Regions from separate parts of the Mus musculus genome. Here regions 2, 3 and 4 are each linked to region 1. Evidence: chromatin contacts called from public Hi-C and HiChIP or PLAC-seq data. All regions are on one chromosome and are shown on one strand. Each heading gives the region's core, a stretch centred on a gene start, on an enhancer-like site or on the middle of the called end of the contact. The rest is flanking DNA. Distances are from core to core; before and after follow the strand shown.

Region 1 (2,920 bases), core at 98-2,597:
GCTTCTCCAGAGCAACTTTTCCATACAGAGTCTAGTAATGGGAAGTGGGAATGCCCGGGCTCCGCCTGCAAGGGTCGCGCAACAAACAGAGAGGCACGGCAGCAAGGGCGAAAACGCACTCTGGGGACCACGGACGCCTCAGCGGCTGCCACTCTACAAACCTGCACACCTACCTGTTAGTGAGTTTCCGAGACGGGCCGTTACGCTCACGTGACCGACAGAGCTTTGTGTTAGCGGGCCTGAGAGTGCACCAGCCAGGCTCGGGACAACGCTCCAAAGCACCGGCTGAGAGGACAAGGGAACGCAGGGTGGAAAAGGAGGTGCTCCAGAAAACACAGTTGCAGCCTCCGGGAGTGGCACGCGGCCTCGGGCAGCCCGCCATCCTGCGGGACGAGGGCTGACGCCAGATCGCGGGCCCCCTGAAAAGTGAGGCAACCCGGAGAGCCGTACAGGCCCACCTGGAACCCACGCGATTGCCGCCCCTTACCGAAAACTGAGAATCAGAAGCCGCCGAGACCGAGGCTGCCGCCATCTTCCCACCTGCGCAACCCCAGACGCCGTCCTTGAGCTCCTCCTCCGGATTCGACAGCCGCCCGCCTGGGGCAAGCGGAATCCAAGTCCCCGATGGAAGGGGCGGGCGAGCTGCGAACCCTATAGGAGCCTCGGTCTCGCAAACCACAAGGACGCCACACTCAGCGCGCACGGGAAAGGCAACGCGTCTTGATAGACGCCTTCCAGTGACCAATCAGAAAAGAGGACAACTTCTGGTGGCAGGGAAGAGCCCGCCTCCTCTCTCGGTGACGTCACAAGGTAGCGCATCGCGGAGCCTGCGGGAACGGCAACGTCTGAGTTGACAGACGGCTCTGGGAGCGTCTGAAAAGGGATGGATTTTCTGGATGAGGAAGCAAAGGCTAGGGCTTCTGGAACCTTCAGCGCCTGCTGAGGCGGATGACGGAAGCTGAATAAAGGAGAATGGAAAGTTGACATACTCCATCAGCATCCCAGGAATAAACTCCAGAGAGCGTTGCTTCTCCATTTGATGTACTGACCTTTCGGCCAATGACAAACAGAAGTAGGAGGGGCTTAAGGATATGGTCCAATGGAAGCCAAGGACTGAAAAAAAGCGGCGTTTCGTGGACCCCCTGGCCAATGGGCTCAAGCGCACCAGCCAAACGACGACTGGCCGTGGCTTGTGGGCGGGATCTTTTCAAAGCGGATTTCGCGCTCTGAGAGCGGCGGCTTCCTATTGGTTGGTACTTTCTCTCTTTGTGGGCGCTCCCTGCCGAACCTAGGCCAGGGACTGGGCGGAGCTTTCTAGTGACGTAAGGCTCTCTGTAGCCAATCGTAGAGAGGGACGCGAGACCGAGGAGGAAGCGGAATCCACCGCCTAGCTCCCGCTTCGTCTCCCTCCGCCGCGGTCCGGGCCTAAACGGGAGCGGCGGGGCGGGCGGCAGTAGGTGTCCCGGGACGGCGGCGGAGGCGGAGGGAGACGCAGGGGACCCGGCAGTTACCGGGACTGGGCCACAGCAGCAGAAGAGCCCGCGGGCGGGGCAGCCGAGTTCCCGGAGGCCCCGCCTGAGCGCGCGCGGAGGAGCCGGAAAGCAGGATGGCGGCGTCGGCCTTGTACGCCTGCACCAAGTGCACGCAGCGCTACCCCTTCGAGGAGCTCTCGCAGGGCCAACAGCTCTGCAAGGTCGGTGGGCGCCGGTCGTTCAGCGCACCGCTCCCCGCCAGGGCCCGGGCATTATATGGGCGAGCCCCGTGTCGACCGCGTCCCGCCTGCTCGCAGGTTGGGCTAGCTCGGCCGCTTCTGGCGGTCTCGGGTGGGGCTGAGCCAAGCGGCCACCAGTCCTCCGTGTCGCAGAGATTGGGTGCAGACTCTCTCATCCCAGCTTTGGCAGGGACTGCCCTCTCCTTCCACTGGGAGGCAGGGCCCGTGTTTGCACTTTCTTGCTAGCAACCCGAAGCTGCAGAGCTGATGGCATTCTGCTTCCCTGTCCCGGAAAGCGAAGCGACTGGTTTAGGAACAGAGTGCTCTCTGATTTGGAGCTCCTCCCATCCCATAAAAGCCGGGATGCTGTCTGTGAGCAATTGTACAAAATAACTAGTAGTTTCACATGTAAACCACCCCTGGAAGTCAGTCCTGACAGCTTCCTTAGTTTCTCTCTGTTCCATATACCCCCTCCGCACCCCCCCCCTCCACTAAGGACAAAAATATCCCCATGGAATTATACTCTGCCTGACGGCTGATGTGATAAGTCACCCAGTTGTTTACGTTGCCAGCCAGGTTTTATTGACATTTCAGGCACTTGACTAAGTCGATTAATTTCTACCAAAGAGTGAGATTGGGTCTCTGAAATAAATACTGACTTATGTATTATCTTATTACAGGAATGTCGGATTGCACATCCTATTGTAAAATGTACTTACTGCAGATCAGAATTTCAGCAGGAGAGGTTTGTATACTGAGCAGTCTTTCATTGTTACAAATTCGTATAAGGAATAATTAGGGGTTGTAATATTTGTGTTAAAGTGCTTTGAAAAACTGATTTGTTTTTGAAATTTAAAATTTAGAGCTACTATGTACAGTATGAGAGAAGACATTTAACTAAAGAAATTCTGGTTTTACATGTGAAAATAAGGGATAAAATTGATAGATGGAAAATGTACACTTCTGCCAACAGTCAAAATATAAGCAATTACTTTTAAACTTTTTTTTTTTAAATGGGAAACTGCTAATTAACCTGAGGAAAGAGCTACAGTGTTACTAACTGCCTTGGAAGACTGAAGTCACTGCCTTAAGCAGTGTGATTAGCACAGATGTTTTTAACAGGAAATCCCTCTTTTAGAGGACACAGAGTAAGCTCAAGAGAACAAGTCCTTTTATTACTGAGTATGTGGACATGACAGTGGAGACTGT
Region 2 (3,138 bases), core at 50-2,549, 260 kb before region 1:
TACTTTCTGAACGCATATGCTGTTTTTTCCCCATTGACAAGAGTGGGGACAAGGGGAGATAGCTGACTGACTCTGTTTCGGCAAAGTTCCAAGCTTTGTCATGAAAATCACATCAAGTACTGTATCTCACTAGTGGTAGCCATGGGGTGATGAGCTAAACTCTGTGTGTGTGTGTGTGTGTGTGTGTGTGTGTGTGTGTCTGTGTCTGTCTGTCTGATTGCCATGTGCATGTGTGTGTGTGACAGAGTGCATGTGTATGTGTTTGTGTGTGTGTGTGTGTGTGTGTGTGTGTGTGTGTGTTGCTTGTGTGTGAGGGCTCTGGGTAAGTTCCTGGTCAAATCTGTGAGCTGTGATTGGCGTATGTTGGGACAATTCTTGCTTTGGATATCATCATGGGGTAAGACACCCTCTCACTCCTCTCCAGGCGACACTCTTTGTGTCTGTGGCTCTGAAACATTCATTCCTAGAGTTTTGAATCATCACTGGATTCTCTGAACATCAACTTCAAAAGACCTACGAGGCAGAGTGTTCCTGTCTTTTCAGTCTTGTCATGTAGGGTCTACTGTTCTCGAACCTTCTTCCTTAGCTGAATCATGGGAGCCCTGATGGGAAACAATTAAATCCTTTCTTCAGCCAGCCACTGGCTGTTCCCTCACCCTGTGTTGACTACTGATCGAGATGTGGCTGGGGACTTTATATCCAAACCCTGCAATTACAGAGTCCACCCACCACTACAAGCCAGACACGGGGCCAAAAGGACAGCAAGTTTAGGAGTCTGTTGTGTTTTGTTTGTCTTGCTTCATAATACTGAACTTCCAGCCCAGAGATGAAGCGTGATGCAAAGAGAATGGGCTTCGGTCTACTGATAATTTACTTTTGGGTTCCAACTAAATAGGTTGTTGTTGTGATTGATCTGACCTTGGCATGTCTGGATGAGCAGTAACCATCCTTTGCCTCCTCTGGTTAAACTCTTAAGGTGGTTTTTCTCAAAGTGGTTAATATGTCCTCAAATCACCCCTGTGAGGAAACTGAGTATCTTTGTTTTTCAAGTTGGAAAAAGTGAGGCCCACAGAACTTAGGCAATTACCTACGCTGTTGGGATGGAAGCATGAGTTGTCCCAGGGCTAAGCTCCTTAGTGATGGCAGAGGGCAATCTTGCCTCATACTTCTTTGGGACAGTGACACATAGCCACATAGGGGCTCAAGGAGGCTGAAAAGCTGAGGCCCTTCTCAGAGGTGCCTTTCCCCTGGCACAGTTTAGCAAGTGACCTTCAGCTAAGCTGTGGAAAGTCCGAGTGACTAATTCAATGAACCTTTGGTGTGTGGGGGTAGGGGAGGAGACAGCACAGCCCTGTCTGATCCATGTAAGGTGTCAAGGGTGAGAAAAGCACCCAAGAGATCGGAGGAAGAGGGTCGCCTCTGTGTGGTCAGGGAAAAGCCTGAGTCCTAGCACATATGGAAGCCCTGTGTGACAGAAGCAGAGCATGCCAGCCAAGGAGGAGCATTTCCTGTTGCAGACAGGCATGGGGCCAATTCTTCGATGAGCTGGAAATAGTAGCCGGGGGTGTGGGGAGAGCAAACACAATCCTCTCCCACTTCAGGTTTTACACAGCAGAGCGAATGCGCTTGTTGTGTCGGGTCCTCCACGCTTGTTTTTGCACTGTGTTTTCTCAACACACAGGAGCCACATTACAGCCATGCACCACAACTGCCATTCAACCTCCTGCAATCCTTCTGCCTAGCACTGAGGCTAGAAATGTTGAAGTGGGTTTTAACTCACCAGGCCTGCAAATTGAGAGGAATGTAGAGAGGGCAGGGTGAGGTAGAGAGCTCCTGACTCTTTTGCTCTCCCTGACTCAGAAAGCATTTGTCACTGAGCAGCTGCATCTACACAGAATGTCTGTGGCAAACTGGAAGATAACAACCACACTTACTGGACCAGGATGCTGTAGTCACAGAGTTCGTCAAGTGTTTCCTTGTTAGACTATTGAGCATCAGGAGGAAAAAGGTGGGTGGGAAGTGCTGAGCAAGGTCATCCAGTCAGTAAAGTCCTTGTCACATTGCATGAGAATCTGAGTCTAATCCCTAGATGAATGTTTACCTGGGGTTTGCTGGCCAGCCGGCCTGGCATAATTAAAGAGCTCTGTGTTTGGTGACAGACCCTGTCTCAAAAAATAAAGGGGAGAGTAACTGAGGAATATGACTGATGTCAACCTCTGACCTCCACATCATATGCGTGTATGTAAGTGCATATTCACACACACACACACACAAACACACATACAAATGGACTCTAAGGAAACATGAGGTCTGAGAGTAGAAGATGCTCTAAGGGATCAGCAGGAAGGCCGTGCTGAATCCTGTGGGTAGTAGTCCCAGAAGCACTTCCTTCTCAGGAGTCTAATGCCTCCATCTGACTGCCCTTCCATCCTCCTTCTGACTGTGCTCTGCACCCTTTCTGGCCCACCAGCAGGACCACCCATAACAATAAACCCAATAAAGATCACTTTCTTCATAAAATAAAGATCTAAGGTGGCCGATATACTCTAGCAACAGGAGTCCTAACTAATGTAAGCAGGCTTCCCCCAAGCACTTGTGTATAGAGATCCCAGCGAGAAAGGGGGGGGGGGGTCGAGATCCAGCACACTGTTGGCAGCATACATCCAGGGGCCAAAAGGTCACAGGGTCACCACTGCCAGGACATCACTGAGAATAGCAGTAAACCTAAGGTGCAAAGAAGGAGCATTTTACCTCAAGTCTCCCCAAAAGCATCTTTTCTCCAAGAAATCTTGGAGCCTACTAGATAGATAAAAGTGTCCTCTGTGTGGCTCAGCTTTCTCTCTGTGTTCTTGCATTACCCATGCAATCTTGCATTACCACTAACTATGTGTATACTGTTCTTCATTGGAACTACATTGGAAGTGACTGTCCTTGCTCACTCTATGCACAGACCCAGGATGGGGGAAGTCTTATGAGAGCTCCTATACTGAACTGACCTGAGATACTATACTTCGTTGCCAAACAATACTGGAAAGACTTTGCTGTTGGATGTCTCAGAAACTTCTGCCCTGTTATCCTAAGCATCCATTTACAGAGTCAGCATAGGCAATAAGACAAGCCACAAGTCGTAGAGAAAAG
Region 3 (3,149 bases), core at 47-2,546, 480 kb after region 1:
CAAACACAGCTCTGGTCCTCATCTCTTTTCTCAAATAAACATAAAGTAAAAGAACCCAAGCACATTATCCTTTTGAAATCAGTGGGGTGAAAATGAGCATTTCTGCTCTTCTGTAGCAGTTTGCAACTCTTTAAAGGCTAATTATAGTTTAAACCCCAGGAAGTCATCTTGCTGCAGAAACTATTCTAAAGCTCAGGAGCTGTGGCACAGGCCTCTTGTCATACATTAGGTTCCCACCAGTATCAGTCATAACCGAAATGCACATCCCTGCGCTTGGAACAGCTAGCTAGATAGCTGATGGCTGGGAACACTCTTGTCCTGGCCACAGAGTGTGTGTGCCCACCAGTGTGGGGCAAGTGATGTACTTAGCTGTGTATATCTGCCTTCTTAGTAGCTGCTTAAAAACTAGAGGATCGATGCTAGCAAGAACCTGCAGTTGTGTTACAATGAAAACACATTTTATATTGAAATGTTGGCTGTTCCAGCATGTAATTTTCTAAGGAAAGTAGCAGTTTCAAACTGTAAAGGTGAATTAAGTTGATTAATGTGTTAACTTGGGATTTTTATCAAGTATAACAGTAGTACCTCAGTCTGTCTCCAGAAATTCCTTGTATGCTTCCACATAAGAGGGTGTGGATTTTATTCCCCTACATTTTTTCTGCATTTTGTGTATTTTCTTATTTTGTAGTATTCACTTGTCTCCATAGTTACATTTGTTTTTCTTCAGACTTGATTGTCCCCTTTGTAATCAGCCTCTTAGATGATCGTTTATTTGAAGTGATTAGATTTCCAGCAAGTTGCTGTTCCTGGATAACTAGTTCACCACGAAGTTCTACAGACAGTAGGGTGCGTTTTGGGTTTTTTGTTTGTTTGTTTGTTTTTGTTTTTGTTTTTTTATCCTTACTTTTATGTATTTAGAGACAAGATGGCCGTGTAGCCCAGTCTAGTCTCAAACTCATGATCTCCCTGTCTGATCCTGCTAAGTGCTGGGATTGCAGGTGTGCACTACCACGATTGTCTTATCATTTCATTTGTTGTCATTGGCAGGTGGAACTAAGAGAATATAGATCTCCTATTCTGAATCCATTTTCTAGATAGACTACAGTTGATGTAGACAAGAAATCCCAGTATGAGAAATTCTGAATGACTCCAGTTCACATGCCACCCTCCAGTGTACTCGGGCAGTCAATTGAGGGTGATTTGTCATCATTTTGTCATCTAGATGTGTTACTTGTTTGGAAACTTAAACAGTTTAAAGTGTCGTGTGATGCATACATGTTGCTAGAACACTGACAGCTGATGGAGAGTGTGTGCCAGACTCAGAAGGGTTGGGGCTGTGTCTGTTTTCTTACCCCTCTACATGGTCTATCACAATATTCAATTAGGCTCTCAAATAAATCATTGTTGAATACCCAACTGCCTACTTTTGCCAATTTGTTGTAAAACTGCTTCCTAATGAAGTACAGGACTTAAAGGATTTAAATAACTATTTTGTTTTTGGTAGGCTCTTTGATTTGTAAAGGACAAAAAAGACTAAAGTTGCCCACTACCAAGGGGAGAGAGGAAGGAAAAGAATGAATTTCAATGACCATGCTTCAGCTCTACTTTTTCCAGGACTCCATAGCAACGCCTCGGGCTTCTCTGTTGACACCCACCCTGGGCTTTCCTTTTGTTCCCTCTCGCCTCTGCATTCGAGCAGCATTTTGTTTCTCTTGGCTCTCTGATTGCATCGTGTTCACGTAGCTACTGTATAGTCCTGGGAAATTATTAACGTGTGCTAATTAGTCTAACTTGGTTTGGACAGAACTTATATACCCAGGAATCCATGGGTATACCAGTGGGTAGCCAATCCCTTCCACGGGCTACCAATCAGCTTCTGTTTGATTGTTGGGGTCTTAGCATAGGCTGTAGCCAAGAGACTGGATCATAGAGAGAAGACTTTGTCACTTTGAGACAAGGAACCACCCGAGTTACGTTCTTACCTTAGAAGTTTCCTCAGAGCTAGAGAAAGGACCCAAGGAGCTGAAGGGGTCTGCAGCCCATAGGAGGAACAGCAATATGAACCAACCAGTACCCCAGAGCTCCCAGGGACTAAACCACCAACCAAAGAATACACATGGAGGGACTCAAGGCTCCAGCTGCACATGTAGCAGAGGATGGCCTTGTGGGACATCAGTGAGAGGAGAGGCCCTTGGTCTTGTGAAGGCTCGATGCCCCAGTGTAGGGGAATGCCAGGGCAGGGAAGCAGGAGTGGGTGGGTTAGTGGGCAGGGGGCGGGGGGATGGGATGGGGGATTTTCGGAGGGGAAATGAGGAAAGGGGATAAAATTTGAAATGTAAATAAAGAAAATATCTAATAATAATAAAAAAGAAGTTTCCTCAGGAGATTTTGAGGCATCTAAAGCTTTTAAACCAAGCTTTTCTAGTAGCCACAAGGTCTCTAATATTTTTCTTATTATTTTATTATATAATATCCTTAATATTCCTATTGAGTCTATAACCATGCTGCTGTCCAAAGTGTCATCTTGTGGCATCAGAGAACTGATTCTTAACTCAGAGTGTTACTTTTATCTGAGAAGATCAAGTGGCCATTTTCCTGCATCTCTTTTCCTGGCTAAGGAGTTCAAGGGGCCTGTTTGGTCTATTTCTGACCTAACCTCACCCATGGAGAAGGAAGCAATCTCATTAACAATTTCATAATTTATATAGAGAGACTTAGTATGAACAAAAATATTAGTATTCCTCAACAATTTCCTACTGTAGCAGTGTACCAACAGGTATGAATTGATTGTGAAGGTTAAGGGCTTTCCCTCATGTAAAGTGTGAGCTAAGGCCTTGTAGTAAATAACTGAGTTTTCCCCCATCAATGAGGTGTAGAGGCCTGTCCCTTTAGCTCACATAAACACAACTGGTGCTGCTCTGGGTTTTCTTTGATCTGAACCCCAGACTTCTTTGAGTTTTACATAATTATATTGACTTATTTATTTTACTACGTTGGCTGAAAATATCTACCAATTTAAATTTTCTTGGTAAGTCATCTTAACACATTGAACTTTTCTTTTACAAACAGGACAAAAGAATCCGAGTGTCTCAACCCCTGACAAGAGGACCAAGTGCCTTTATTCCAGAGAAGGAAGTATGGCCATTTGT
Region 4 (3,031 bases), core at 412-2,911, 400 kb before region 1:
TTCTCTGGCCCCATGCTACTCTGTGGGCTCCCAATTTCAAGTCCTTTCTGCCCCACCCACTTTCTCTACTGTTCCAATCTTGTTGACAAAAAGCAAATTGTAGGTGTAATAATAGAAGAGAAACATTTGTTTTCTTACTAGGAAAGTGAGTGCTTTATTTGTTTATGGACTTTTGAACTGTGAACTTGCTGTGTAAGAGGCTACTCTCAGGCTTGTGACAATGCCCTGATTCTGCCTCCATGGTCTGGAATTTCAGGTGTCCACCACCTAGTTGGCAGTTCATAATTGATGTGTGAGTTACTTGTTTCTATTATTATTTATATTTGCCAGCCAACTATAAGTATACAGGGATCCTACCCCCCCACACACACACACCACACACACACACCTTTAATCAGTTGATATTAAAATCCATTATGCAAAGAGGTTCATTGAAAAGCATAAAGATAGTTATAATAAATATTAACAATTATGAGTGTTGGCCAGAAATGAGCTAAGCAGTTGAACATTATATCTTCAAAATAATCTGATAGAGTGACTATTTGTTCCCATTGTACAGATAAGGAAACTGAGGCTTAGTGGTTTCAATAAGATGTCCAAAATCCCAGTGGCAACAACTGATCTAAGAACTAAGTCAAGCCTGACACCGCTGTCGATGTTTTCCACTGAGTCTATGAAAATGTCCTGCTGGACTTTTAGCAGTCATCACCGGCCCTCTTCCTGTCTGACTCAATAGTCAAAGCCTCTGGGGTCGTGAACCCTCTTATGATGTCACCTGATACAGAGATCCTCCCTTTCTCCAGTCTCTTATCTTGCTTTTGCTGACTTCCCTTCCAGCCTTTGCGCTGTGTGCACTAAAACTCTTTCCATTGTAAATAAATGTTCTCACACCCTGTTCCGTGGTCTGCTTCACCTCCAGGCTCCAGTGCAATGGTGATTCCCTATGAAGAACATAGCTTTCCTTCCATTGCTCTCAAAGAAAATAGTGAACTGGAAACAGAATTAGGAACTGGTATTTATCTTAACCTAGCCCCAAACTGCATATCCCATCCTCTCCTTCACTCTCTGAATTCATATCTGTGTGTTGAGACCCTCTGACAAAAGGAAGGCAGCAATTTCTTAAGTAAGGCAGTCCCTGGGACAGTCTCAGCTGATTGGATGACTCCCCTGGGAGCCTGGAATGGTGGCAAGGAGCTTCAAGATAGATTCCTCAAAGGTATATGGTAGACTTCAGAGTTTGATTGCCATGTATTTATGTGTCTGACTGTCTATGTGCCAGTGTGTTTGTGTGTATATGCATGTGTGTGTATGTTTGTGTTTGTGTGTGTGTGTGTATATATATATGTGTGTGCTGTGTGTATGTGTGTGGGTGAATATATGCATATGTATGTATGGGTATGTGTGTTGTGTGTGTATGTTTATCTGTGTGTATCTGTGGGTATGTGTGGATATGTGTGGTGATATGAGTAGGTATGGGCCTCATAGATTCATGTACTCGGATGATCATACAGAGTAGCACTATTAGGAGGTGTGGCCTTGTTGGAGGAAGTGTGTCACTGCAGGGGGCATACTTTGAAGTCTCATATGCTCAAGTTCCATCCAGTATGGATCACAGTCTCCACTGTCTCCTCTGCCTGCTGATCAACACATAGAATTCTCAGCCCCTTCTCCAGCATCATGTCTGCCCAAGTGCTACCTACCATGTCAACGGACTAAACCTCTGAAAATGTAAACCAGCCCTAATGATAAGCTTTCCTTTATAAGAGTTGCTGTGGTCATGGTGTCTCTTCACAACAATAAAAACCCTAAATAAGATGCTATGTATATATGTTTGTGGTGTGTGTTTGTGTGTGTGTTTCTCTGTGTGTATGTGTGTACATGTATTGTGTGTATATGTACATGTGTGCACATATGCACACATATGGACAACAGCCCTCCACCTCAGGTGTCTTCTTCCCAAATCCTTTTCTACCTTGTTATTTAAAGCAGGTTTTGGTATAGATACTTGTGTCATACCCAGTTTTTCTATGGGCATGCTAGTTGTCTTCATGGCAAGTATGCTACCCACTGAGCCACCTCCCAGCCCCTGGGTTGCTCATTAACACACCCTGCAGTGCCAGTGCCAGTGCCAGTGCCAGTGCCAGTGCCATCAGCCTCTCCCCGGTGCATTTAGCAGGGCATTTCTGGCATCGCCTCCAGGCCCACTACTTGGATCCAGCCTCTCACAGCCCACTTCTGACATCAAAGCCAAAACAAGAGAGAAAGGGCATTAAGAAGCCAGGGAACAGAAGTAGGTTGATGTGGATATCATTTTCTAATTGTTTTGGGCTTCGCCAGACTTTCTTATAACCTCGCAAGCTGCCTGCACCCCCATGCCATCCATGAAATGTGCAGTTGCAGCTCCCTTGCTTTGGTGACCTTTGTCCTAGCTATCATGTTTGTGTCCCTTCACACTTTCCCATCTTGCCTAGGCCTTTCTTCTTCCCAACTTTGGCCATCTTCAGCCCAGATAAACACTGCCAAAAGAAATCCTTACAACATTCAACCTACGATCTCCTCGTCCACAGTCATAGCATCACCTCAAGGTGCCCAGTGCTCAAAGGCCCAGTCCGATATTCTAGTATTTCATCTCTCTCTGCTTTTGTCTGTCTGTCCATCTTTCTTCCTTCCTTCCTTTCTTCCTTTTTTGTTTCTTTTCTTTGTTGTAATTTTGAACTAGGGTCTCACTGTGTTCTCCAGAAGCCCCTGTTCCTCCATTATAGACATCACCCATCTTAACTTCATGTAATTTTTCATTCTTCCCTTCTCTTCTTAGCAGTAAATCCCGTTTTCCCCAGACCTGAAAACTAGCAGAGGAATTGCCTTTCCTTGCACTTTCCCTTGCACTTTTCTGAACCAGCGTCAGCTTGTGTTCTGGTGAGCAATGAAGTGTCAGGCCAGTGGAATCCTCTAAAAGTTGCACAGAAATAAGGCACATGGCTAAAGACACAGAGATTAGACTAGCAGGACAAATGGGTATTATCTGAACACA

What was found. Hi-C and Micro-C count contacts between places; a contact is called where the count stands out from the background. HiChIP or PLAC-seq counts read pairs in DNA pulled down with a chosen protein or histone mark.
Region 2: a contact with region 1 is called in a Hi-C map of Sertoli cells, with 4 times the contacts expected there. The contact joins the enhancer-like site here to the promoter of Fam76b in region 1. A contact is called at or near these places in 1 of 39 promoter capture datasets (embryonic stem cells), 1 of 484 Hi-C or Micro-C datasets (Sertoli cells) and 2 of 9 other capture datasets (adipose tissue and liver).
Region 3: an H3K27ac HiChIP or PLAC-seq map of stem cell-derived neural progenitor cells shows a contact between it and region 1, with 4 times the contacts expected there. The contact joins the enhancer-like site here to the promoter of Fam76b in region 1. A contact is called at or near these places in 1 of 484 Hi-C or Micro-C datasets (nephron progenitors), 17 of 115 datasets of contacts at active chromatin or transcription factors (the 230-238 cell line, bone marrow-derived macrophages, cardiomyocytes and 12 more) and 3 of 9 other capture datasets (adipose tissue, liver and macrophages).
Region 4: an HNF4G HiChIP or PLAC-seq map of pancreatic cancer cells shows a contact between it and region 1. The contact joins the promoter of Phxr4 here to the promoter of Fam76b in region 1. A contact is called at or near these places in 1 of 39 promoter capture datasets (stem cell-derived epiblast-like cells), 2 of 115 datasets of contacts at active chromatin or transcription factors (embryonic stem cells and pancreatic cancer cells) and 1 of 9 other capture datasets (adipose tissue).

What each region holds. Positions count from the first base shown.
Region 1 is chr9:13,826,369-13,829,288 of GRCm38.p6, forward strand. It overlaps Fam76b (family with sequence similarity 76, member B), which reads left to right and starts at 1,348. Exons shown (of 10, transcript NM_176836.4): 1 at 1,348-1,693; 2 at 2,392-2,456. The coding sequence starts at 1,607. Cep57 (centrosomal protein 57) reads right to left here and starts at 739. Exons shown (of 11, transcript NM_026665.4): 1 at 488-739. The coding sequence starts at 532.
Region 2 is chr9:13,562,377-13,565,514 of GRCm38.p6, forward strand. The region is part of intron 1 of Maml2 (mastermind like transcriptional coactivator 2); the gene reads left to right. Among named protein-coding and RNA genes, the nearest start is that of Gm51666, 46 kb to the right of the region's middle. Within about 2 kb of position 1,300, at least 133 of the 459 cell types and tissues checked have an H3K27ac peak or open chromatin away from gene starts, as enhancers often do. A contact at or near this core is called in Sertoli cells, adipose tissue and liver, where this site is marked.
Region 3 is chr9:14,303,130-14,306,278 of GRCm38.p6, forward strand. Sesn3 (sestrin 3) reads left to right here. Exons shown (of 10, transcript NM_030261.4): 2 at 3,070-3,135. Among named protein-coding and RNA genes, the nearest start is that of Sesn3, 28 kb to the left of the region's middle. Within about 2 kb of position 1,297, at least 26 of the 459 cell types and tissues checked have an H3K27ac peak or open chromatin away from gene starts, as enhancers often do. A contact at or near this core is called in stem cell-derived neural progenitor cells, where this site is marked.
Region 4 is chr9:13,429,700-13,432,730 of GRCm38.p6, forward strand. It overlaps Phxr4 (per-hexamer repeat gene 4), which reads left to right and starts at 1,662. Exons shown (of 1, transcript NR_028271.1): 1 at 1,662-3,031. All of the region lies in intron 1 of Maml2 (mastermind like transcriptional coactivator 2), which reads left to right.